Regions from separate parts of the Sus scrofa genome. Here region 2 is linked to region 1. The links are chromatin contacts, called in public Hi-C maps. All regions are on one chromosome and are shown on one strand. Each heading gives the region's core, a stretch centred on a gene start, on an enhancer-like site or on the middle of the called end of the contact. The rest is flanking DNA. Distances are from core to core; before and after follow the strand shown.

Region 1 (7,131 bases), core at 496-2,995:
TGCACGAGCTGCTTGCTGTCCGCCTGCCCAAGGAGACGTCCCACCCGACTGTGCTGTGTCCTGTGTCCTGCGGCGGCCGGTGGCCCCCTTCTTACACAAGGAAATGCGATGGAATTTGGTAGAGTGGGAGGGGGTGGGGGTTTTGTTTTGTTTTTATTGTCTGTTTTTAATTATCACATAATCAAAACTATCGACTAATTCTTCTAACTTTCACATGCAAGTTTACTACTGTGAATAAGAATGTGTCACGTGGCCTTGGTTTTGCATCCTCATTCATACCTCTTGCTATCATTTTCTTGGTCACCATTTGGGCCTCAGCAAAACTAGGATAGTGCAAAGCTGAGGACAGAGGGAATACTGGGGGTGGGGAGCACTGCGTCTCTTTAGGGACTGATGGGTTTTGTTTCTTAAATAAATGCACACAGAAAAAAAAATTGGGATAGTAATTCCGTTTACCTTACAGGATGGCTGTTGTGGCTTAAACAATACACATTCAAGCACTGAGCCCAGTGCCTGGCACACTCTGACAGTCAATAAAGGGTCACGCTAGCACTAACGATAGTATTAACAATACCACATGCTGGCAAGCCCCATCTTCCTCATTCTGTACTCAGAGACTTGGCTTGGGAACCCAGTAATGGGGGGTTTAACATTTACCCCCGTTAACTATTCTGTTAGTTTTAATCCACCATTCAACCTGTCCAGAGCTTTTCTTTTTTCTTTTTTTTCTTTTTAGGACCACACCTGCAGCATATGGAAGTTCCCTGGCAAGGGGTCGAATTGGAGCTGCAGCTGCCAGCCTCCACCACAGCCACGCCAGCCAGATCTGAGCCGCATCTGCAGCCTATGCTGCACCTGCAGCCTATGCCGCACCTTGCGGCAATGCTGGATCCTTAATCTGCTGAGCAAGGCCAGGGATCGAACCTGCACCCTCATGGATACTCGTTGGGTTTTTAGCCCACTGAGCCACAATGAGAACTCCTGAAGAGCCTCTGAGAATTCTGCTTCTTTCCATTAAATGTATTTCTTTTCCTCTTAGTGTCATGTCACCTATAAATTTTATGCGCATGCATCCTACATCTTTTTTGTTTTGTTTTGTTTTTTGTCTTTTTGCCTTTTCTAGGGCCACTTCCCATGGCATATGGAGGGTCCCAGGCTAGGGGTTGAATTGAAGCTGTAGCCGTCAGCCTACGCCAGAGCCACAGCAACTCGGGATCCGAGCTGCATCTGCAACCTACACCATAGTGCACGGCAATGTCGGATCCTTAACCCACTGAGCCAGGCCAGGGATCGAACCCACAACCTCATGGTTCCTGGTCAGGGATTCGTTAACCACTGCACCACGACGGGAACTCCTGCATCCTGCATCTTCAAGGACACGGATTAGATGTTGGTAAGGGCAGACAACGTTCGGCGCACACCCTGACACCCAGCCAGTCCCCGTCATTAATCAGCACCCCAAGAACAACTCTGCACCCACAACACAGGGATACCCCAGAGAAGTCCTAATTCTCCAGTAAGTTGACAGCACAGCCTCAAGTAACGGGAGGAATATTTTCATGCCTTTCCGAGACGGTTAACAACAGATTCTCAAATCTTTCCTGGCAGGTATATTAAGCTCAATAGTGTAGAGCTTCTTCCCCTTTAAAAACATTGGAATTATGTACGTGAGCCCATGGAGACTCCTCTTCCACACAGTCCTTCAAACACCAGGGGGCCAAGTCATCTCAATTGCGAGACCGCGTCTATTTAGACGAGGAAATGTGGATTCAATTAGAGCAGGAGTGTACGTTTGCCAATTTCTTCTCCCATATAAGGCAAAGTTTACCCATTCATACAAGTGCTTTTCTGCATATAAAGATCCATCTTCTCAACAGAGACACAGAATCAGCCACAAAAAAAAAAAAAAAGGCTGATGATTCTTCTTTCTCCATTAGCTAATGGCAATTTATCACAGTTGTGGCCATTTCTTAACATTCTTTGGCTCTGAACTTAAGAAAGGGTTACTCATTGAATCTTTTTTTTTTTTTTTTGAAGCCTAAGTTCATTTTGGATTGCAAGCCTCTCCTTAGTGATCGAAGCCACGAGTCTCGCCCTGAAGCACTTCCTGTTTGCCTCTAAGGACCTGCTATGTAATAAGCATCCAGATATACCTGAGGAGGAAATGGGTATTATTCTTACTAGCTCCCTCACACGACCCTTCAGACTCAGCGCCCAGGCAGCCTCTCCATGACCTGGGACTGATGGTAAGTAGACGCAGCATCGCATTTTCTTTCTCTTTTTGGCCTCGCCCTCGACAATCAGAAGTTCCCAGGCTAGGTTTGAACCTGCGCCACAGCAGTGACAAGGCTGGATCCTTATCCCACTGAGCCACCAGGGAACTCCAACATACTGTTTTCTGAAGATCGTGGAACCGTTTCATAAGAACATCATAGATTTTATTATATCCTATAGAATTTATGTTTTTTAAAAAAGAGAGGCAGTTATTATAGATTTCTCTTAGTGCTAGGAAGTCCCATGTTTAAATGCAGTCTTGTTGAGCAATAATATTAAATGCTACGTTCTACTTTTCAAAAAAAACTCCTCCATAAACCGTTGTATCTGAAGCCACAGCGCAAATGATTGACTCTTCAAACATATATTTCATTCTAAATCCAAGAGGAAACAATTGCAACCAACCAGCTGACACACGCTGTTCAACTTACGTCCTTTTTCATGTATTTCAATTAAAAATATTTTATGATCTTTTTCTCCCCAGTGATGCATCCACCTTGTCTATTATTCTTCCTATTGGCCCTTCTTGTTGGTTTTAAAACTAATTTGACAGAGCTTTGATTATACTGGCTTGTGGTGGAGACCAAATTATATAAAAACTGGATGCTTTTTTCTTTTTTTGGCCCTGCCCACAGCATGTGGAAGTTCTGGGCCAGGGATCAAACCCACACCACAGCAGCAACCCAGGCCACTGCAGTGACAATGCCAGATCCTTAACCCACTGTGCCGGGGCCAGGGATCGAACCTCATCTGAGTGCTCCCAAGACACTGCCAATCCCGTTGTGCTGCAGTGGGAGCTCCCAAAACTAGATGCTTTTTTTATGATTAATTTTATTTTTTTTCCTTCTTTTTTAAATAATGATTTTTATTTTTTTCATTATAGCAGATTTGCAGTGCTGCTGTCAATTTTCTGCTGCACAGCAAGGTGACCCAGTTACACATACATGTATACATTCTTTTTTCTCACATCGTCATGCTTCATCACAAGTGACCATAGTTCTCAGTGCTATACAGCAGAAAACTAGATGCTTTTTAACGTAAAAATTAACATGAAGTATTTATGAAGCAATAAACATACTTACCAGCTGTCTACAGAAAATGGCTACATTGTCCAGTCTAAAGAATTCATAATTCTTCCATAATAAACATCTATTACTTTTTAATCTTAAAAAAAAAAACCCAAAACTTAAAGCCCTCTGCAGAAAAGACATTGAGACATTTAAAAAAAAAAAATTACATTTAAGAAAGTCTGAGTATTTAGTATTCTGACATTTGCAGTTACCTTGCAGCATGCATCTGTAAGCAGATTCGGATATAGCATAGATGTGGGGAGGCATCTCGTGGCGTTTCTTCCCTCTGTACATTTCAATAATATTCTCAGAGTAAATTGGGAGATTCTTGTAAGGATTTATGACTACACAGAAGAGTCCAGAATAAGTCTAGAAGAGATAAAAACACAGTACAGGGTTAAAAAACAAACAAAATCAAACGACACACAGCAGAACAGGGTCCAATCAAGAGACAAACCACACCGTAATTTGAACAGGGGAACTTGATCATTTGCGCAATTAATCTATCTCTAAAATTAAATCTAGCCCATAATGGGCAATTCCAAACCACAAGTCGTTCTTCCACGGATAGCTTATTAAGTAGTACTCTGCTAGAGTCAATTCCCTCATCTGTCAAATGGAAACAGTAACACATGCCTCATGGCTTCACGAGGTCGTCGTTCAAACAAAATGCCATTTGCCTCTTCGCACTCATTCTCTCACGAGTGTACAAGGTATGAGAAGTCCATTAATGCAGTTTCAGACTCCAGATCGCAACTCATCTTTCAGAAAATACCACTGTTCAAGTCTGGGTACCGTACGTAGCAAAGAAAAATGACCACAATCATCTGAAAAGGTTATTATTAAAGCGATTTTTTTCCCTACGGTTCGATCGTTTTTACGCTTGTAAATTTTTTTGCTTTGGAACATGCAGCTTTTTTCCTAACATAATTTACGTCAACCTGTTGTAGGTGTATTTTTTAAAGAACTGACAAATATTTTACCATTTTATTTCCACTTCTGAACGCAGTCAACCTCATGCAAGAGAACCCACATAAACAAAAGCTCTTTCGGGGGCCCTCCATCGTTTTTTAAGAGCCGCTCGTCTGGAAGATACGAACTTTCCTGGTGAGGAGGCTAATCAGTGCTTGGAATCAATACTATGAGCACGTTGCCTCTGGAGGTTTTTGAATTCACACAGAACGATTTCTGAGAACTGAGTCTGGGAATTAAGGAAAAACAAGAGTGGTCAGGATGGCTGCCAGATGCCCTGGTCCACAGGCAACAGCTGTGTTCGGAAAAGCTGCGGCCTTGGCAGCGGCCACCAGGAGGCACTCTCGAGACCATTCTATTCTGAACACCGCAGTTGATGCTGAGAGGGGAAAGGCAGCCCCCCAAAAGTTTACGTCAGTCAGAGTGTAAGTCATCAGAAGCACTTCTCTGGCTGTTCCCTTTTATCTTTGCTTCCCTCCCAGAGGAGGCTCAGGCGTGGGATGCACTTCCTACCTAGATTAGGGCTGGGAAGGAGACAAAGGCAAAGCAAGGACTCTGCCCTGAGCTCACTGATTTGGGCCTTTGCCTGACTTCCGCCCTGGCCACATGGACGCCGGCCCTGTTTGGCCGAGGCCACAGCAATCAGCTGCCCCTCCCTCGCTGAGCACCGGGGCTGCAGCCGTGGCTTTCCTGCCATTGAGCATCACACCTCCCGGAGCGGGGCTGGCTCTCGGGCCTCCCACCCCAGCGGCCTGGCACCTTCTACCAACCCAGTCCCTTGTCTAGCCAGCCCAGCCTCTCTCTGCCACCCACAGGACAAGACGGCAACGAGAGACACTAAAACCAGAGACGTTACTAAGGGTGAGAAAACTCAGGAGAGGCAATCTCAACATTATCATTTTTTTATTGAGTTGAATTTATACATAGGAAATCTGCCAAATCGTAACTATACATCTCAACTGAACTGTCATATACACAACCTCCACTTTTTTCTTCAAAAATGACCTAAGGCTGCAGATTGTGAGGCTGCAAATTCTGCACCTCATGTCCTTCTGTAAGAGACAAACACAGATTGGCGAAAAGAAAAAGAAAGGAAAGGAAACCTAAAACCTCCGAGTTAAAATACGCAAATTCAGTGTAACATCCCGAAGCACGTCCAGCACGGTCACATCATCACCAGGACATTTGTGATCAGATGTCATCTGAACATGTGTCTCCACCATGTGTTGGGTACTTTTCTGAGGACTAGGGTTACAAAGATGAGTAAGTCTCACAAATATGAGTAAGTCATCAAAAAACAAGGTTGAATAACCATCGCTATTCTATGCTTGCCAAAGAGGAGCAGTAATAGAGGTTTAAGTGGAAAACACAAAACCCGAGTGCTTAAAGAACTAAACTTCTAACTACCTCGAAAATGAGCTCAAATGTTGGGCTCCTGCATAACTGATCGCTGAACCAGTGCTGGGTCGCTTTTGTCTTCCTTAAGTCACATGCAAGGAGGGTGATGTGCTGGCAATTCCTCTGGTAGCCTCAAGTTCCAATTGAACATCATCATCAAGTCTTTGATTGACTACACACACAAGATACTACGGCACCTTCACGAAGCATACACTCTAGGGGAGTTCCCACCATGGTGCAGTGGACGCCAATCTGACTAGGAACCATGAGGTTGCGGGTTCGATCCCTGGCCTTGCTCAGTGGGTTAACGATCCGGCGTTGCCATCAGCTGTGGTGTAGGTTGCAGACGCGGCTCGGATCCTGCGTTGCTGTGGCTCTGGCGTGGGCCGGTGGCTACAGCTCCGATTCGACCCCTAGCCTGGGAACCTCCATATGCCGCGGGAGCGGCCCAAGAAATAGCAACAACAACAACAACAAAAAAGACAAAAGACAAAAAAAAAAAAAAAAAAAAAAAAAAGAAAGTAGGAATATGCACATACATTCACAGCTTTGAAGGTCTGCAGAACCTGAAAGTGGAGGCGGGTACAGACGTCGATGTGACAGAGCGGATGTGACGGTCCCCTGTTAGGAACTGTGACCTATTCCAGAACAGGGGACCGGACCGGAAGCATCATGCAAACCCACACCCACCTGCAGCTCTCAGAAGAAATCAGACCTCCGTCCCCAAGGAAAGGAAGAGGAGAGAGAATAATCCACTCACATTATTTGCAAACACTACACCCAGATAAAGTTTATATGTGTGTTTAAAAAAACGACATCTAATATGAAAAAGTTCATGATCCAGAATATTCAGAGAGAGAAATGCCCTGTGGACATTCTCCACAAAATAGCTAATAGAAAACTTTAAGAAAGAGATTGGGAGTTCCCGTCGGGGAGCAGCGGAAACAATCCGACTAGGAACCATGAGGTTGCGGGTTTGATCCCTGGCCTCGCTCAGTGGGTTAACGATCCGGCGTGGCCATGAGCTGTGGTGTAGGTCACAGACGAGGCTCAGATCTGGCATTGCTGTGGCTGTGGTGTAGGCTCGCAGCTGTAGCTCCCGTTAGACCCCTAGCCTGGGAGAACTTCCAGATGCTGCAGATGTGGCTCTAAAAAGCAAAAAAAAAAAAAAAAAAGAAAGAAAGAAAGAAAGGAAGAAAGAAACAGACTGATGCCTGCAACAGAATGTCATATAACATTGACGCCTTTTTTTTTTTTTTTTTTTTTGGTCGAGCCCACAGCTTGGAGAAGTTCCTGGGCCAGGGGTTGAATCAGAGGCCAGGGGTTGAATCAGAGACCTACAGACACCAAAGATCCTTCACCCACTGAGCAAGGCCAGGGATCAAACCCACATCCTCATGGATATTAGTCAGGTTCA
Region 2 (6,288 bases), core at 888-3,387, 140 kb after region 1:
CTAGAAGAAGCATAAAATGACGAAGGAATTCAAAGGATAGAATGGGCGTAAAAACGCAGTGAAATACTTAATGGCTGCATTGACTAGCAGGTGGGTATCGACAAAGAACAGTTAGTGGGTAGAAAGTCCATTTTTAGCAACTCTCCTGGAAGCCACCAGAAAGAGATCAAGAATAAAATTAAGACACAGAGGATGGAAGCAAAAAATAGAAATCTAAGTCATAATGGAAATTTCATAAGAAGAAAAAACAATGGGGAGGGATGAACTATTGGAAGAAAAAAAAATGACCAAGAATTTCTGGAAGAGACTCAAGTTGAAAAAAGTCCAGATTGTAGGGGGGGAAACGCACTTGGACAGAATACAACAAAACTAATTTTTTTCATCAAACTTGGGACGTTTTTGTCATTATTTTTTAGAATATTATTTTCTTCGTATTTCTCGTCTCCTTCTGGAACTCCTGTCATGTGTATGTTGGTATGCTTAAGGGAATCCTGTAGGGCTGTTTTTTCTTTTTTTTTCTTTTTTTGTCTTTTTGCTATTTCTTTGGGCCGATCCCGCGGCATATGGAGGTTCCCAGGCTAGGGGTCGAATCGGAGCTGTAGCCACCGGCCTACGCCAGAGCCACAGCAACGCGGGATCCAAGCCACGTCTGCAACCTACACCACAGTTCACGGCAACGCTGGACTGTTAACCCACTGAGCAAGGGCAGGGACCGAACCCGCAACCTCATGGTTCCTAGTCGGATTCGTTAACCACTGCGCCACGACGGGAACTCGCCTCTGTTCATCTTATTCATTCTTTTCCTTGGACTGGGTAATTTCTGTTCATCTACCTTCAAGGTGCTGATTCTCTCTTCTTCAGCCCAGATTTGCTCTTGAGGCCCTTTTAGTGATTTTTTTCCACTTCAGGGATTATGCTTTTCAACTCCAGAATTTCTCTTTGATTCTTTTTTTGTAATTTCTATTTTCGTTGTCGTTGTTCATAGCCCCTATTTGGTGAGACATGGTGGTCATACTTTAACCCTTTACATACAGCATCCTTTAGTTCTTTAAACATATTCGTAATAAATAGCTGATTTAAAGTCTCTGTCTACTAAATTAAACATTTGTGCCCCCTCGGGGATATTGTCTGCTGACTGTTTATTATTATGTGGCATACTTTTCTGTTTCTTTGCACATCTTATACATTTTTTTGTCAAAAATGAGACATTTAAAATAATATATTCTGGTGTTCCTGTTGTGGCTCAGTGGTTAACGAACCCACGAGTATCCATGAGGTTGCAGGTTCCATCCCTGGCCTTGCTGAGTGGGTTAAGGATCCAGCGTTGCTGTGGCTGTGCCGCAGGCCAGCAGCTGTGGCTCTGATGTGACCCCTAGCCTGGGAACCTCCATATGCCACGGGTGTGGCCCTAAAAAGACAAATAATAATAAATTAAAAATAATAAAATAATATATATAATGACCTGAAATCAGATTCTTTCTTGGTCGTTGTTGCTGGTTTTTTGTTGTTTTTCTTGTGTTACTTATTTGTTACTGATGTTTCTGAATGAATTCTATTGAGTCTATATTCCTTGCAGTGTGTAGCCCTTGAGTTCTCTGCTGGCTTTTTTTTTTTCTTTTTACGTTCTTATTTTAGAGTCTGGGTTCCTAGGGTTCACTCCAAGTTCAGTATAATTTAGTAGTAAGTCAGTGATCGGTCTAAAGCTTTCCCTCAATGCCTTGCTTGTATGTCTTCTACCCTTTGACACAGGTCTGGGTGTAGAGACACACATTTGAACTGCGGGTAGTTTACAGACAGACTCAGCTTTCACTTCTTGGGTACCCGGAGCCTGAAGGTCAATCTGAGGTGAGTGTCTGGGGCCTTTTTCCAAGGTCTACACACACACACACACACACACAATACATATATGCATAGCCTTCTAGATCTCCAGGAATACGGTGGAGCTTTTCAAAGTTTCTTGTGGTTTCAAGCTCTCCAGGATTCCTTCAAAACTGCTGTTGGCCAGACTTGTGTTTGCTCCAGCCGAAATCACCACCTTAGCAGCCAAGATATCATTCGCAGCTTGCTATCGTTTTTTGATGATGGCTTGGCGATAAACCCTCTCCCCTCATCCCAGCTATGAGTCACATCAAATAGTTACAATACCTTATGAACTGAGATTTTTTTCAGGGAGCCTCTCACTTGGGCAAAGGATTGACTGTGTTCTAGGACTGCGCTTGGAACAGAGTCCCAAAGGAAATGAGTCGTCTCCGTGGGCTTTCAGCCTGCTGACGTTTCATGGCTCCTGGGCCACCAAGCTGGGGAGGGAGAGAGGATGGGGACAGCGGCAAGTTAAAATGCCACGGACACCACCGTCTGGTGGAAGTTCAATGGTTTCTCTCGGGTCGATAACTCTCAGTTCAGTGGCTTTTGTACATTTCTAGAGTTCTAACACGGTTGACTTTAGTTGTGTTGCCAGTATTTTTGTTGGGTTTTGGGGAGCGTGGCTCACCGAGACCCTCACTTCACCATTCCAGAAGCTCATCTCCCTTGAAAGCCTTTTTATTTATTTTTTATTTATTTATTTTATTTTTTGTCTTTTGTTGTTGTTGTTGTTGCTGCTCTTTCTTGGGCCGCTCCCGTGGCATATGGAGGTTCCCAGGCTAGGGGTCCAATCGGAGCTGTAGCCACCGGCCTACGCCAGAGCCACAGCAACGCGGGATGCGAGCCGCATCTGCAACCTACACCACAGCAACGCCGGATCCTTAACCCACTGAGCAAGGGCAGGGACCAAACCCGCAACCTCATGGTTCCTAGTCGGATTCGTTAACCACTGCGCCACGACGGGAACTCCCTTGAAAGCCTTTTTAAAAGAGAAGACCCTCAGTAAGATGGGGAGATGAATCCAGGATGAAGCCATGAGATACGCAAAGAGGAGAACATACCCTAGAAAAGGATAATGTTGCCTGAATGGGCAGTGCTTCTCCCGTGGTGGGAATATACATAAATGAGACAGATAATTCAGGAATAAATTAGAAGCATGGCTGGGGAAGGGACGGGGAGACTTGACGGAAGGAGAACAAGCCAGAGGGTGATGAACTCATGCTAGGGGACCTGTCCTGTTTAAGGAAACACACCGATTTGTTAAGCTTAGGGAGTTGATGGGGGAGGAGTTCCCACTGCGGTACCATGGGTTAAGAACCTGTCTGCAGCGTCTCGGGTTGATGTGGAGGCACAGGTTCGATCGTCGGCCCAGTGCAGTGGGTGAAAGGATCGTGGCATTGCAATGGCTGTGGCACAGGTCGCAGCTTGGATTCAATCCCTGGGCCTGGGAATTCCCACATGCCACGGGTGCAGCCATAAAAAGAAAGAAAGAAAAAAAAAAGCTGACGGGGGTTGGGGGGGTGGGAAATATGCATAATTAAGGGTCAAAAGTTAGGGTTAAGCATGAGAAGAGTATAAATGAGATATGTTATTTTCTGGTTTTGTTTTTGTTTTTTTCTTTTTGCCTTTTCTAGGGCCGCGCCCGCAGCATATGGAGGTTCCCAGGCTAGGAGTCTAATCGGAGCTGTAGCTGCCGGCCTACACCACAGCCACAGCAACTCGGGATCCGAGCTACGTCTGCGACCTACACCACAGCTCACAGCAACACCGGATCCTTAACCCACCGAGCAAGGCTGGGGATCGAACCTGCAACCTCATGGTTCCTAGTCGGATTCGTTAACCACTGCGCCATGACGGGAACTCCTGGGATACATTATTTTCTACAGAATAATGTGATCTTGCCAATCGAAAGTAGAAAATCCAAACTTTTCAACTGAAGGAAAGACCTTTTGACCATTCCGAGATGGAAAGGAGGAGAAAGCAGAGTAAACAGAAAACACAAAATGAGAAAGTCCTAACACAACGTGAATGAATCAAAAGATGACTGAGACCCACAAATCAGTGACTCTTCGATTGGCTATAAAATAAGTTGCAATAATATATTTTTTGGTGAGAGACCATTTAAACAAAATTGGAAAATCGAACGTTAAAAAATCCTGGCACATTAAAAATGAAAGAACTCCATGGTAGCAATTTTAACATCAGAAGGAAAAAAAAAATGAATTTAGGGTAAAAAACAACAAAGGACAAATAGAGATATTATAACATTAATAAGGAATAATAAATCAAGAAAAATAATTATAAACATACACAGGCCCGGTCATGTCCCTCAAAATATATAAAGCAACAAACAGCAAAAATGGGGGAAGGTGGGCGGGTCAATGTAGGGGGAGGGGATTAAGAGGTACAAACTATTTTTTTTTTCTTTTTTTCTTTTTGCCATTTCTAGGGCCACTCCCGAGACATATGGAGGTTCCCAGGCTAGGGGTCTAATTGGAGCTGTAGCCTCTGGCCTACGCCACAGCCACAGCAGCACAGGATCCGAGCCACATCTGCGACCACACCACAGCTCACAGCAACACCGAGTCCTTAACCCACGGAGGGAGGCCAGGGATCGAACCCTCAACCACATGGTTCCTAGTCGGATTCGTTAACCACTGAGCCACGACGGGAATTCCGGTACAAACTATTATATATAAAATAAACTAGAAGTATATATTGTACAACATGGGGATGCCAGCCAATATTTTATAATAACTCTAAATGGAGTATAAACTTTATTTATTTTTTTATTTTTTTAGGGCCGCATTCTCGGCGTATGGAGGTTCCCAGGCTAGGGGTCCAATCAGAGCAACAGCTGCCGGCCTACACCACAGCCACAGCAACGCCAGATCCTTAACCCACTGAGCAAGGCTAGGGATCGAACCTGCAACCTCATGGTTCCTAGTCGGATTTGATTCTGCAGCAGCGCGACGGGAACCCCGGAGTACAACCTTTAAAACCTGTGACTCACTCTATTGTCCACCTGTAACTGACATAATATTGTATAGCAACTGTACTTCAATAAATAAAATAAAACAAAAAAAACTGAGGGAAACAGATAAACCAACAATTATATCTGGAGGTTGTATCACGATTCTTTCAGAATATGATATATCAAGCAGGTCAAATATAAGCAAAATAGAACATCTGACTAACAATTAATAGTCAAACTAAAATATGTGTACACACAGAACACTTTATATCTAACAAACAAAGAAAATCCCCACAAATTACAAAGAATGGCATGGCTTACATTTCCCAACCATAGAGAAAGAAAGTTAGAATTTAATAAAAGAACTCCTTTTTTTTTTTTTTCTTTTTTCTTTGTAGGGCTGCACCTGCGGCATATGGAGGTTCCCAGGCTAGGGGTCAAATCAGAGCTGTAGCCACCGGCCTACACCAGAGCCACAGCAACGCCAGATCCAAGCCACGTCTGTGACCTACACCACAGCTCATGGCAATGCCGGATCCTTAACCCACTGAGCAAGGCCAGGGATTGAACCCGCATCCTCATGGTTCCTAGTCAGATTCGTTAACCACTGAGCCACAATGGGAACTCCAGGAGGAAAATACTTTTGAAAATGCAAGGCATGATCCTGGCTCATAGCCCTGGAGGTTGGTGTAGCCAGGCTGTGAGAACCCCTGAAATCCTTTCTTTCCCAAACAGGTCAAATTCCTCGTGGGGCGGAGAAGAGCCCTCCTGGCCCTACACTTGCTCCGGTCTTGCTAAGTCTTTGGTAGCTGGAGCGCCAAGGAGCAGCAGCTTTGCTGAAGGAAGAAGGCAGCTCCCCTCCTCCAGAGGAATCTCAAGCTCCTTTAGCACAAAAAGAACAGATCTGGGAGCTCTACTCCCCATCCCAGAACCCTCAGCTCCGAGAGCCAAACTCAGGAAGAGACAGATCCTTCCTCCATTAGACCTGCCTTTTTTGTTTGTTTGTTTGCCTCCCCTGGGGCATGCAGAAGTTCCCGGGCCCAGGATTGAACTCATGCCACGGCAGTGACAATGCTGGATCTTTAACTGCTAGGCCACCAGGGAACTCCTAGATCTGCTGCTTCTTTCCTTTCTTTTCTTGCCACAGCATGTGGAAGTCCCAGGGCCAGGGATCGAACCCAAGCCATAGTTGCGACCCAAGCCACAGCTGTGGCAATGCCAGGTCCTTAACCCGATGTACCACAAGGGAATGTCCGAATTAAAACCTTCTTTTTTTTTTTTTTTAACTTTAGGGCCGCACCCTCAGCATATGGAGGTGCCCAGGCTAGGGGTCCAATCAAAGCTGTAGCTCTGGCCTACACCACAGCCACAGCCACAGCCACAGCCACAGCATATCCGAGCTGCATCTGCGACCTACACCACAGCTCATGGCAACGCCAGATCCTTAACCC

Evidence for each region. Hi-C and Micro-C count contacts between places; a contact is called where the count stands out from the background.
Region 2: a contact with region 1 is called in a Hi-C map of embryonic fibroblasts, with 2.0 times the contacts expected there. The contact joins two enhancer-like sites. A contact is called at or near these places in 1 of 5 promoter capture datasets (liver), 18 of 47 Hi-C or Micro-C datasets (embryonic fibroblasts, epiblast stem cells, fetal heart ventricle and 10 more) and 1 of 2 datasets of contacts at active chromatin or transcription factors (skeletal muscle).

What each region holds. Positions count from the first base shown.
Region 1 is chr12:53,755,751-53,762,881 of Sscrofa11.1, forward strand. It overlaps MYH10 (myosin-10), which reads right to left. Exons shown (of 44, transcript XM_021067863.1): 3 at 3,557-3,713. Among named protein-coding and RNA genes, the nearest start is that of MYH10, 22 kb to the right of the region's middle. Within about 2 kb of position 1,746, at least 5 of the 83 cell types and tissues checked have an H3K27ac peak or open chromatin away from gene starts, as enhancers often do. A contact at or near this core is called in embryonic fibroblasts, where this site is marked.
Region 2 is chr12:53,894,189-53,900,476 of Sscrofa11.1, forward strand. No RefSeq gene overlaps it. Among named protein-coding and RNA genes, the nearest start is that of MFSD6L, 12 kb to the right of the region's middle. Within about 2 kb of position 2,138, at least 4 of the 83 cell types and tissues checked have an H3K27ac peak or open chromatin away from gene starts, as enhancers often do. A contact at or near this core is called in embryonic fibroblasts, where this site is marked.